Regions from separate parts of the Sus scrofa genome. Here region 2 is linked to region 1. The links are chromatin contacts, called in public HiChIP or PLAC-seq maps. All regions are on one chromosome and are shown on one strand. The core of a region is the stretch at or near the end of the contact, and the rest is flanking DNA. Distances in the headings are between cores, read along the strand shown. Region 1 overlaps RAD51B (DNA repair protein RAD51 homolog 2). Region 2 has its middle 120 kb from the start of ZFP36L1.

Region 1 (6,451 bases), core at 1,912-4,411:
TTTATGACCCCAGTTTAATCCCATTCCACCATGGCTCCAGTCATCAGCTATGTGGACTCAGACAAGTTGCTACACGTTTCCTAGCTTTAGTTCCTTAAGTGTCAAGTGTGAATAATGACAGTACTACTCTCAGAGCTTACTGTAAAGAAGAGATGGAACATATGTAAAAGTTGCACAATGTCCAGCACATAGTAGGCACTCAAGAAACTGGTTTGTTAAGGTCAGTCCAGGAATTGATACAAGTCACTAGAGTACTTCCATCATGGATTGTTAGAACCCAAGGATTCCTTAGAGATTAATACTCCAGCCCCCGCATCCTATTAATAAGAAAATGGTCCTGATGAAAAGATGTGACCAAATCATCCAGCCAGGGGTAGCATTGGAGTTAAGACCCTGCAGAGTGGGTGCCAAGGGTAAGGAGAGTTAAAGTAATCACACCACAGAGGACACTATGTACTGTCAGTTGGCAGTGGATCTTAGACTCTGGTGTACCTAAGAATCACCTGGCAATGTATAAAAATAAAGATACCTAGGCCCGCCCCCAGTGTGGCTGGTTTAGTCTGGGAAGGCCCAAGAATCTGAATTTTTAACAAGCTCTGCAGGTTGATTCCGAGAGGCATTCTTCCGACCACTGCTTGAGAAATATTACAAGAGGGAGTCATCAGCCAAAGCAATAACTGAGCCGTGTGCTAGGGTTGTATCTCATGGTTTAACCCCTATCATAGATAATCAAGAAGATTCCCATTGTACCAAATCATAAATGAGGTATAGCATGACACTGCTTCTTCCTCTGGATCAATTATTTTATAGAAGAGGAACCTGTGACTCAGAATCACTTGCCCAAGATCACATTCCTAATTAGAGACAAAGCTGGAACTTAATCCTAAAATATCATTATCTTTTTCCACAGTGGAGAATCTCTTCTCCAGGTAGCTAGAGGTAAAGACAGTGGGCTTATGTATGTGTGTTATATGCTAGATCCATGAATTAGTTTTAATCGCTGAGAGAATAAAAAATCTTCCCAGCTTTTTGATGTATCCTAATAGAGAAATTCTCCCATATTATTTCTGGGGCTATTATTCATCCCATCAGCTCCCTAGTAGGTTAATAGAAGAAACTTTATAGGAAGGAAGAAGTGACAATACTATACAATGCTGGACATTTCAAAAACACTGGAAACTGCATTCACATTAGTGCACACCACCTGCTTCCTTTGCATTAAAATTCTGCTCTTCCAATATAAAACATATATCTGACCCCAAGGTCTATAAAGTTCTGTGTGTCATCAAATAACCACACAAGTAACCTAGTTAGTGGTTACTGTGTTAAAGAACCTTGGAGCTTCCTGGACATAGCCCAGACAGATCGACATGGAATTGGATTCAGAGTCAGTCTAAAGGATGGAGTTTCAGCTCTTCCCTGAAGTGATGGAGCACGTAAGAGCCTCTTAGCACTTTCTGGAGGTTCCGCCCCACAGACTAGAAATGATTACTCTGCTTCTTGGACTAATATGGAAGGATATGAGAAGGCATACGGGTATAGCTCCCCAACTTCTACTTTTCTTTGATGGATGCTTCAGGCCAACAATAACCTTCATCCCCCAACAGAGTCTCTTCCAAAATTTGCAATGAAATGTAGGCAATATAGCAGTGAACGTCAGGGCCTGTTTGAGGAAAATCAGTAATGTATTCTACATCCTATCCTCACAAGACTCTCAGGTGCCCCAATTCATTAAGTCGGTAAAAGTGGCCTTAGAAAAGATTTATTATGATTTAGATCAATCTTACAGCTATTAATATTGGCCTTAGAAGGAGATTATAGATTTTCCTTACAGAGTCTGCAGTGGAATCTGAATTAGAATCCAAATATAGAGCTAACCACTTCATCATACTGTCCTTCCTGGAGAGAATTCTGACCTTCGAGGCTGCTCCTCTGCTCTGGGACATCAGTGCCTTGAGAGAATGCCAACCCTCTTCTATGACGTGAACCCATTAAAGGGAGGGAGCTTGCCATGCTTTCAACAACAGAGGGACAGGGTCTGGATGCATATATATAGACCCTGAAACGTTTCAACACACACCTCTTTTAGAGGAGATTCTGTTGGTTTCAAACCCCCAAGCCCCACAAGGCATTATTTTCAGCCATTAAAATGTTTCCTGAGCTTAGATACATCTGGAAAGTTTTGGAAAATCCCACAGGAAGGAGACTGGGCCAAGAGAGCTCCTTTTCTCATGCCATTCAGGAAGCACTGTACAAAACACTTGCCCTCCAAGACAGCCTGGTCCAGGAACCCAACTCTCAGGGCTGGGGAGTCATGGTAGACAGAAGAGCCGTTTGGGGAACAGAACCATGGAGACTATTTGGGATCTTATATTAACCACGTACCAACCGAAGAGCTTATGTAGACTGTGTTAATCAGGGTCCATCAGGAAAACAGGACTCACCCCAGGTAGTTTAAGAGGGAAAATTTAATGTTGGGTGCTACTTACAATGTGTTGGAAGAGCTGAAAGGAAAAATTGGGGATAGTGAAGAAACTTAGAGACTAGAGCAACATTAAGGAGCCTCCAACATCCCTAGGGTTGGAGGACCGAAGGAAGAAGTACTGTTACTGTGCCTAGAGAATAGAGTTGCCCATCTCTAGCTCTTTGTGGAGCTGGGTGCACAAGGGATCATGGTGGAAGAACTGGTGTTATAGCCTGAGATACCACTGGAGGCAGAGAGAGGGAGGCAGAAATACATGGCTTCTCTCATACTTCTGCCCTTCGTCCTCCCTCCAAAGCCCCAAACTAAGCAGAAGCAATGGGAAGGGAGCCTGAGAAATGCAGATCACACAGTCAGTTTCCTGTGGTACCAAGAAGAGCAGGGGAAAGGCAGGGAGTGGAACAGAGAGCAAAGTAGACATTGAGTGGAATGACCCACTAAGGCATGGATTCCTGATTTCCAATTTGCAGATGGCGATCTTAAAAAAAAAAAAAAAAAAAGCAACTTTGAAGCCTAAATTGGTAGTTCTCCAAATCAGTTACCAATTCCAATTCCACACAGCTGGACTTGAAGTTTGCCAGAATTCACTGGGGAAGGAGATACAGCTATCCATAGGCTCTCTCCTCCCTGAGCTCAGGGACCTGACTGCAAATAGTTTCCCCTCATTTCCCACACATTCTGATGACCACTGTCTCTTTATAGATGCCAGGGTTCTAAAAGAGGGAAACAGCACTGAGGGTGGGGAAGAAGGAATGATGGGCTGGAAGCCATAGTGGGGGATCAGCGGGGAAGAGAACACTTTGGCTCCAGATGCTGCACAATTATAAGAAATCTCTTCTGATCTCCAAGCTAATTCCTGATGGCAGGCATGGAGGCCTGGGTTGGAAGAGTGGACCCAGCCACACTAAGCAAGTCATGTGTCCTGAACAAGGCCAGCTCTTGTCTCCCGCCAGGCCTGCTGGTCCTTGTGGACTAACCATTTAGTAATCCATGACCTACTCACTTACTTACATCAGAAACGACCCCTCCTTGGAACCTCCTTCCAGATCCAATCTCTGTGCTTAAATGCTGTTGATCTTGCCTCCTCACCATCTCTTCTCTCTTCCTGCTTCTCTCTCTCAATGGCCACTGTCTGAGGTCAGGCCCTCATTTCTTTGCATCTCATTTCAAATCTCTCCAAGCCTGTATGGCCAACCCCTGCCCAAAAGAGCCTTGTAAAATGCAAATTGGATGTCCCAGCCTTGCTGGCAGTCTCTCTCTCAGTGGGGCTTCTAGGAGCCTTCAAGTTCCAGTGTGATTTGTCCTATGTTTTCTTGCTTTATCTTTATACCCCCCACCCCATTGCATAGACACCCACATACCCTCCCCAGCAGCACTAATGAAGGATCACTTGCAGTTCCCACCTCGAAGTCTTTGTTCATACAGCTTCCTCGGCCTCCTTCCCCATATACCTAGCAAGTCCTGATATGCCTTTCAAGTCTTATCTTAAACATTATACCCTCCTCCGAATCCTCTGCTGACCACACCTTCCCTACTGGGAGTTCTGACCATCCGAACATTGATGCCCATGTTGTCCTCTGTTACGGCCTCTCAATGTCGTCTTATACATAGTCACGTCTGTCACCCTCTACTTGGTGTTTTTTCTCTGCTGCATGATTCTTTCAGGCAGGAAATCAGATTTTATTTGACTTCATATTTCCAGCATTTGGCACACATTTCTATCCAGCAAAGATGTGAAGGCAGTAAAGGAGGAGAGAGGGAGCGTCAAACACAAAGGAAATTTAATGGTCTCCTCTAGTTGAAAACAGAAGAGTTATAAGAGGGTCCACGTCTATGGTTAGTGCACACAGGACGACTGATATTACAGGCTCTGGCAGATTTACACAAAAGATTTTAAGCTGTAATGTATATTGTTTCCTAACTGAGGATAAATATTAGATTTTGGGGAGAGAAGAAGTGGTTTAATAGATGCTATGGCAGCTGCTCAGCCAACTTGTCTCAGTGGGTTTTCTTTGAAAACACTTGGCCTTTGGACCAACACCACAGGTAAGGAGACCCTCTATGTACAGAGACAAATGAAGCCTTTGGTAGGAGTGTCTGCTGTTTAATAGGTTACAAGGTGGCTGTTGAGAAGGACTAGCCTTTGCAAAGCAATGGGATCAAATGCTGACACGCTCTTAGCAGAGGCCATCACAGGGATCTCAGAGCGAGGTCTAAATGAGAAAAGGGGGAGAGGGTGTGTAAAAAGGTAAGGCTAGGAGTTCCCTGGTGGCCTAGACCTCAAGGATTTGGTGTTGTTACTGCTGTGGCTCAGGGCCCTGCTGTGGCACAGATTCAGCCTGGGAACTTCCACATGCCATGGGTCTGGCCAATCAATCAATCAATAGGTGGGGCTAATTCCAAAATGGGGTCACAAGGAGAAAATGGAGATTAGTCACAAAGAGCTGCTTAACGTGCCAATGCATGGCCAGTATAGGACCTTAGGACTGGAAAGAATCCTGTCTAAATAGCTACAAACAAGAGAATGGTATAAGCATGGTTATTGAAGGGGTAGAGGCCACACTGGATCTCCTGAACTTGTGTTTTAAGGAGGCACCTCTGGGATAAAACAGAACTGCCAAGAGTTTTCCCATTTCCCTAGACATTGAATGAACTTCCTCAGGGTGCTGGCTCAATATTTTCAGAGAAGAATGGACAACTCTAGAAGGATTTAAAGGTTAACCATGGCACTGACTATTTGGTGGGGAGAGTGACCTTGCAAGGAAAGCGTAAAGAGGTAGCTATTGCTTATCTGTCATTGTGTACCATCCATGAGAGAAGGGATGTCTCTGCCCCTGTACTTCCTGGCCCTGCAGGTCCCCCCTGGAGTAGACCTTGAACAGGTGGGCACAGATCTGTCCCTACTGTGGGCAAGACTCCACAGAGACTGCTTTGACAATACATGGCAGAATGCTGAAGCCATACCAGAAGATGGAAAAGACACTGGCTGAAAGGCCAGAACGTGGAAGCTGAGAGAAGAAGGGTCAAAATGTCCGCTGACTGGATGGTGAGATTCAGAGGACCAGGTCTCATGGCTCTTGTTCTTCCTCAGGTGTTCTGCTGGCACCCAGAGCCACATCACTATAGGAAGTAGCTAATGATTACTTAACAGAGATGGACACAGCTCTTTCCAGGCAATGACTCATTCCACTCTTTGAAGACACCATTCTACCTCCTACGACCATGGAAGGTTGAGTGGAGACATGTTCTGCAATTAATTCCAAGCAGTGTGCATGAATAATCTTATATTAACACGGGGCTCAGTAGAGGGTAACGGTTAAGAGCTCAGTGATGTAGGGGAAAGAGTGTGTATAGGAAGGGCCCCCTTAGAAGCCATGGGATTCAGAACAGTTTTGAGAAGTTCTATAAACCTCAGTATACTCATCTTTAAAGTGTACCTAGTAATACAGACCTCATAGGGTAGTCGTGGGGCTTGAACAAGAAAATGCCCACGAAGCCTGTAGCAGAGTAACTGGCACAAAAGAAACTCTCAATAAATGGCTAAGTGGACAAGGCAAAGCAATCAGAAAGCCAGGACGGGGGGGGGGGGGGGGAGGTGGGGAGGGGAGGGGAGCTTTCAATCCCTCCCAGACATACCAAATGCCTCAGGTCTAACTTTCAGAGGTTTATAATGATGGACCTCTTTCTGGAGGCTTGACCCTCCGAGGATCCTGTTACCTAGAGTCCTGGAGCATAATCCCCACTCAATCTCTCACTGCCAGTTCTGGGTCGAGGATTCAGAAAACAGGCAGTGGGTAGGGCCACTGTAGCTTGGCTCTCCAAAGGTGTTCTCAACATCGTGGTCCCTTTGGTAACAATAAAACAAAGGTCCAAGACTCAAGCACACATGTTCTTTGTCTTAGATGCCAGAACTCTCAAACTCTGCCAAGCCAAGAAGGGAAATTTTCAGAAAGAGACCCTCTGTGGAAA
Region 2 (6,451 bases), core at 2,339-4,838, 240 kb before region 1:
GTACTTCTTGCAGCTGAAGCTGAGATGAGGAAGGCGTTCTCGCGAGTCAGTCCAGCACCGGGGCTTTGATGTGAGCTAGAGCAACGTCGAGGCGGTTTGTGCGTCATTCAGTAGGCTTGGTCCTTTCCATTTCCCATTGAGCTGGACTGTCTAACGCAGGGGGTTCCACATGCCCTGGGAGAATTGTCATTATGAGCAGGTTGCTAAGAGACTGTCCTCCATCTAGAAGTATTTTGGAAATGCTAGTATTAGTATTTGGTGATTTTTGGTTTTTGTGTTTTGTTTTTTTTGGGGGGGGTTCATTGCAATGTATTTTATTATTTTGTTAATGATTTAAAAAATTTTTTCCATCATAGCTGGTTTACAGTGTTCTGTCAATTTTCCACTGTACAGCAAAGTGACCCAGTCACACGTACATACATACATTCTTTTTTCTCACATTATCCTCCATCAGGCTCCATCACAAATGACTAGATATAGTTCCCAGTGCTATACAGCAGGATCTCACTGCTTATCCATTCCAAAGGCAATAGTTTGGATCTATGAACCCCAGATTCCCAGTCCATCCCACTCCCTCTCTCTCCCGCTTAGCAACCACAAGTCTGTTCTCCAAGTCCATGAGTTTCTTTTCTGTGGAAAGATTCCTTTGTGCCATATATTGGATTCCAGATATAAGTGATATCATATACTATTTGTCTTTCTCTTTATGACTTACTTCACTTAGTATGAGAGTCTCTAGTTCCATCCAGGTTGCTGCAAATGGCATTATTTTGTTCTTCTTTATGGCCGAATAGTATTCCATTGTGTATATATACCACAGCTTCTTAACCCATTCATCTGTCGATGGACATTTAGGTTGTTTCCATGTCTTGGCTATTGTGAATAGTGCTGCAATAAACATACATGGTTGCATGTGTCTTTTTCAAGGAAAGTTTTGTCTGGATATATGCCCAGGAGTGGGATTGCTGAGTCATATGGTAGTTCTATATTTAGTTTTCTGAGGTACCTCCATACTGTTTTCCATAGTGGTTGTACCAATTTACATTCCTTCCAACAGTGAAAGAGGGTTCCCTTTTCTCCACACCCTCCCCAGCATTTGTTATTTGTGGACTTATTAATGATGGCCATTCTAACTGGTGCGAGGTGGTGCTGTTTTTTGTTTTTTTTTTTTCTTCAAAAAATTGAAATGCATAAGGATCTGGCATTGCTATGAGCTGTGGCGTAGGCCTCAGCTGGAGCTCCAATTTGACCTCTAACCTGGGAACTTTCATATGCTGCAGGTGAGGCCCCCAAACATAAAAATAAAATAGTTAAAGGCAAAAAAATGTGCAATGCATTTCTTTTTTGTTGTTATATTTGTTCCTATCCCATCCCTTAACCCCTAGACTCAGCCACCGAAGGAAGTGGTTTCAGGAAACGCAAGAGATCCTGTGTTGCAGCAGGGGCGGGAAAGGGTGCCCAGATTTCACATGAGGAAAGGGGCCAGATCTGTGTTCTCCATCACTGAATTCCCAGTACCCTGCCCGTTGCAGCATGTAGAGGCTCAGACTAAGAGTTGGTCACAGAGAGTTCATTTGCGTTGCCCGAAATCCCACAGTAAATCAGCAGCAAAGCTGGGAGGAGACGCTGCTCTTTCACCTCACAGCCAGGTCTTTGCAGGAAGTCACTGCATCCTTTGGATGGCTTTAGGTGTCAATTAGCTGTCCCCGGGGAAGCAGGAGGCCAGAGCTGGGACATGAAGCTCAGGACTGGCTTCGAGATTGTGCCTTGGACAGGATGGGCAGGGCTCAAAGGCCTGGAAGAGCTGGGAAGGCCTTGCTTTGGGTAAAATTGGGCCTCCCTGCAGCAAGTGGCATGGGGATGGACTTGGCCGTGAAGTTGGAGTTCCCCTGACCCCAAAGTCAAGCAGCCAGATTAGGACTCAGGCAGCTACAGAAGCTCCCAGAAAGGATCTTCTCCCAGCCCTGCCCTGTGGTGCTGAGGCTGGCTTCTCTGAAGACAGGCTCCAGACAGCCCAGAGCAAAAGCAGTGCCTCTGCCCATTCCTCCCTTTTTTTTTTTTTTTTTTTTTTTTTTAATTTTTTGTCTTTTGTCTTTTTTTTTTTTTTTTGCTGCTGTTGTTGTTGTTGCTATTTCTTGGGCTGCTCCCGCGGCATATGGAGGTTCCCAGGCTAGGGGTTGAATCGGAGCTGTAGCCACCGGCCTACGCCAGAGCCACAGCAACGCGGGATCCGAGCCGCGTCTGTAACCTACACCACAGCTCACAGCAACGCCGGATCGTTACCCCACTGAGCAAGGGCAGGGATCGAACCCGCAACCTCATGGTTCCTAGTCGGATTCGTTAACCACTGCGCCACGACGGGAACTCCCCATTCCTCCCTTTTGGCCTCTATTCTCTTTCTTAAGGAGAAGACCTCCTGCTTTTTTTTTTTTTTTTTATCACCTGGGTTCAGACAACCCCTTTCCCCGTGGACAGTTCTGACTAGACCAGAATGTGAGCAGGTGGAAAGCTGCGACTTTCCAAGAGTCTCTCTGTTTGGACTGACCGCTCTGCGCATCCTGATCCTGAGAGCCAAGGGAATGAGGGTGCGGCAGAGAGGCAGCCACTGCACCAGGCTTCAGAACAGCTTCGTTGGCTGTGCCTCAGTTTCCCCACCAGGAGCCTGGCATGGAGGGGTTTTGCAAAGCCAATTCGGGGAAATTCCTGAGACTGGAGGCAGCTCTGGTCCTTTCCAGATCCTCTTCTTCAGACTTCCCCAGAGTCAGATGTCCAGCCACACAAATTCTTCTTGTCCATTCTGTGGCCCAAACAGCCTAGGGCACGTTGGAGGCTGGAGACAATGGTGGTTTCGCTGAGGCCATCAGAAAAAGCGTGCTCGGCCACAGGCTGGGCCCATGCGATGCTCATGAAACTGGAGGGGGCTGCCCAGCTTCCCTGTGGGACAGAGCTCGCTCACTGGGTCCAGCAAAGGCCTCGTTCAATTGGCCTGTCTTCTTTCCTCTCTGCTGGGGGCTGTCCTTCTCCTTCTTTCTCCGACGGCCCTCTTCTTTCTAAGCTCTCAGCACCATGGAACTGCACGGCCTCTGAGACCTGGAGCATCTCAAAGAGCCAGCTTTTTTCCAGCCAGCTCCATCGCTGTGAAGAGTCTGAGGGCTTTTTCTTTTAAAGATAAGTTGGGGAAAGGGTTAGAAGTGCTGAGAAGTCACGTCTGTTTCTTCTTTCTTTTCCTTTCCCCCTCTGGGGCTGAGAGACTAGATTTTTTTCCTTTTTACAGTACATTTTGGCAGGCCCCATTTTTTTTCTGACAGAAAAAAAAAATAACAGGCATATTTTGGGCGATTACTCAACTGGGGTCCTTTGTGACAGGATATGCAGCTGCGTGACTAATGGAGCTGGCTTTCTCCTGGCTTCCTTCCCCTTTCAGAGCTCTTGTTTACTGCCCTATACAAAAAAAAAAAAAAAAAAAAAAAAAAAAAAAGCCATAAGTTACAGATTTTTATAAAAAAAAATGCCTCGTGAGATACTCAAAGGCAATAAATCCTCTGGATATTCCATTTCCAGGGCTGCAAACTCCCCGCCCTCTCCCACTTTTTCTTTTCAAATGTTCAAGCTCTTGACTCACAACATGTGAATCTTCTCCCACCCCACAGGCCCGCTTTCTTGTGAACATATGTCCAGCAGATCATCTATGTGAGTGTGTCTGAGTGTGTGTGTGTGTGTGTGTGTGTGTGTGAGAGAGAGAGAGAGAGAGAGAGAGAGAGAGAGAGTGGGGGGTGGGGGAGGGGTGCACGATGAAAACCATATTTTTGCTGCTTAACTCAGCAATTGCTAAAGGAAGGAATAATGACTTCCAGGGGCCTCGGGACATTTTTTTTTTTTTTTCTTCTTTTCCAAGGCTTTTGTGTTTCCATAATCTATGACAATTTTGTGGTGTAAGCAAAAGTTATTAGGAAACATGGAACTAACTACACGGGGTAGGGTATGTTCTTTGCAGGGACGGATGGTCTCTTTACAGAGGAAATCCAAATTTGGCTGGCTTTGGAATTCAGAATTCTTGGGCTTCCCATAGAACTTTTGGGAGAAACTCTCTAGCTTGCAGTGTTTGACCACTGGAACTGGCCTTTGGTTTTTCTAGAGATCAATCAGTTTGTTATTTGAGGAGGTGTCTGGCCTAGGGATGGGAAAAGCTGACTGACTCGTTAGGATTGATGGAGACAGGTGGGTGCAGATGAGATGCAAAGTTGGTGGCCGAGCGATGGGTGGAGTCTTGTGTGATCTGGAGGAAGTCACTTAATATATGCAAGTCTCAGTGGCTCCTACGTTAAAATTAGGATAGGGAGTTTCCGTCATGGCGCAGCAGAAACAAATCTGACTAGTAGCCATGAGGATGCAGGTTCGATCCCTGGCCTCAGCAGAAACAAATCTGACTAGTAGCCATGAGGATGCAGGTTCGATCCCTGGCCTCGCTCAGTGGGTTAAGGATCTGGCGTTGCCGTGAGCTGTGGTGTAGGTCGCAGACAAAACTCAGATCCCATGTGGCTGTGGCTGTGGTGTAGGTTGGCAGCTGCAACTTCCATTTGATCCCTAGCCTGGGAATTTCCATATGCTGAGGGTGTGGCCCTAAAAAACCAAAGAAAAAAACCAACAACAAAAAAATCAGGGTAGAGTTTCCTCTCCTCCAGGTTGCTGGCAAGGGAAGGGAGGTGGTAGAAGTTCAAGGCACGGGGGAAACTGGACAGAAAGATGCAGGGCTTAGTCCTAATGCTTCTTCCTCTGGGGCCGGCTCAAGCTCTCAACAGAGGAGAGAGCCTTGTTCCCTGGGAACTCTGGTGCCATGTGATGAAGGGGAGAGTGGTTCTTGACACAGTGGCCCAGGACAGAGTATTTCAGGGCTGTGTTCCAGGATGGTGCCATCTTCAGGTTGGCCCACTCCTTAGCTATCTTCCACGCGGGGCTCAGAAGCAGAACTGATCACGTTCCTTTTCTACTTAAGACATGAGCTCATCAAACCTAATCAGCAGGCACCACTCACCCCATCTTGCCCGCTTTGTTTTTTGTACCTGACTCATCCTTTGCCCGGACTCTGCCCATGAAGAGTGAACCCAGACACAGGTCCCTGTAGCCCCTGGCACAGCCTTTTCCCTGAATGTTGTTTGGAGGCTCGTCTCTTCCTTTATCTTCTCTGTTCTTCCTGTTCCTCGCTGTTAGACCTTGCTCACTTGTCATCTCTTAGAAGTTTTCATCTAAAACTTAGCCCCTTGCAGACTCCCCACTGATTAAGAACCCCTCAAATGGATCCTCCAGATCCTCCAGTAAGCCCTAGCAACTTATCTTTTTCACCCCCCATCTCGCCCCCCAAGCTCAAGTCTCATGTCCTTGGCTCAGGCAGTTGACCTGATTTCACTAGAGGGTAAACTGAGGCACCAGCCAGGGAACTCGCTGGCCAGAGATTTCATAGCAAGTCCTCGACACAGACAAGAATAGAAACCCCACATCCTGATTCCACTTTGCCTGGAGTTTAAGGAGGCACCATAACTTGGAGGTCCCAGAATAGCTTCTCCCAGGCTGACCAGCTGTGAAGTGATGTGTTGCAAGGGTTATTTTTTGCCTTGGCTTAACTCTTAAAAAAACACCCCAGACTCCTAACATCGGCCTAAGAAAATCCATTTCTCACAATGTCATCCGCTCGCCAAGTTTAAACCTAGTATATTACATCATGAAGGCCTTTGGGCCTCACTCTCAGCTTACAGCGATGCTCAGGTATCTGAATTAAGTTCAGAAATCACAGTTTATTGAAGGAAACAGATCATTAAGTCACTCGGCTGGACTGAAGCCGTCGACATTGCTTATTTGGAGAAGCTGAGCATCGACGAATATTCTCTTGATTCCTGTGGACCGTTTAACAGAGGGTGTGGCCATCAGACGGCGTGAGGCCCGTAGGTGCTAATTAGGACGAGGAAATGGACAGTGGTGTGCTAGAGCTGGCTTGCCTTGGCTGATGGTACATTTTTTTTTTTTTTGTCTTTTTTGTGTCTTTTCTAGGGCCGCGCCTGTAGCATATGGAGGTTCCCAGGCGAGAGGTCCAATCGGAGCTGGAGCCGCTGGCCTACGCCAGAGCCACAGCAACTTGAAATCCGAGCCGCCTCTGTGGCTTACACCACAGCTCATGGCAACACCGGATCCTTAACCCACTAAGCAAGGCCAGGGATCGAACCCGCAACCTCATGGTTCCTAGTCGGATTCGTTAACCACTGCGCCACGACGGGAACTCCTGATGGTACATTTTTAGGAATTTTGCAAGCTGCTTGTTCAATACAGCCATTATGGCAAATTGAATTATTTAAACTCTGAATGAAATGATACTAAAAGCACAGGTAATCAATACTAAAAACAGATCCTATCCTAATGATCATATCCTTTACTACTCTTTCTATTATCTGTTCTTTTGAGT

Evidence for each region. HiChIP or PLAC-seq counts read pairs in DNA pulled down with a chosen protein or histone mark.
Region 2: a contact with region 1 is called in an H3K27ac HiChIP or PLAC-seq map of skeletal muscle. The contact joins two enhancer-like sites. A contact is called at or near these places in 1 of 47 Hi-C or Micro-C datasets (embryonic fibroblasts) and 2 of 2 datasets of contacts at active chromatin or transcription factors (alveolar macrophages and skeletal muscle).

Annotation. Positions count from the first base shown.
Region 1 is chr7:92,134,976-92,141,426 of Sscrofa11.1, reverse strand. All of the region lies in intron 10 of RAD51B (DNA repair protein RAD51 homolog 2), which reads right to left. Among named protein-coding and RNA genes, the nearest start is that of ZFP36L1, 360 kb to the left of the region's middle. Within about 2 kb of position 3,161, at least 1 of the 83 cell types and tissues checked has an H3K27ac peak or open chromatin away from gene starts, as enhancers often do. A contact at or near this core is called in skeletal muscle, where this site is marked.
Region 2 is chr7:92,376,013-92,382,463 of Sscrofa11.1, reverse strand. No RefSeq gene overlaps it. Among named protein-coding and RNA genes, the nearest start is that of ZFP36L1, 120 kb to the left of the region's middle. Within about 2 kb of position 3,588, at least 44 of the 83 cell types and tissues checked have an H3K27ac peak or open chromatin away from gene starts, as enhancers often do. A contact at or near this core is called in skeletal muscle, where this site is marked.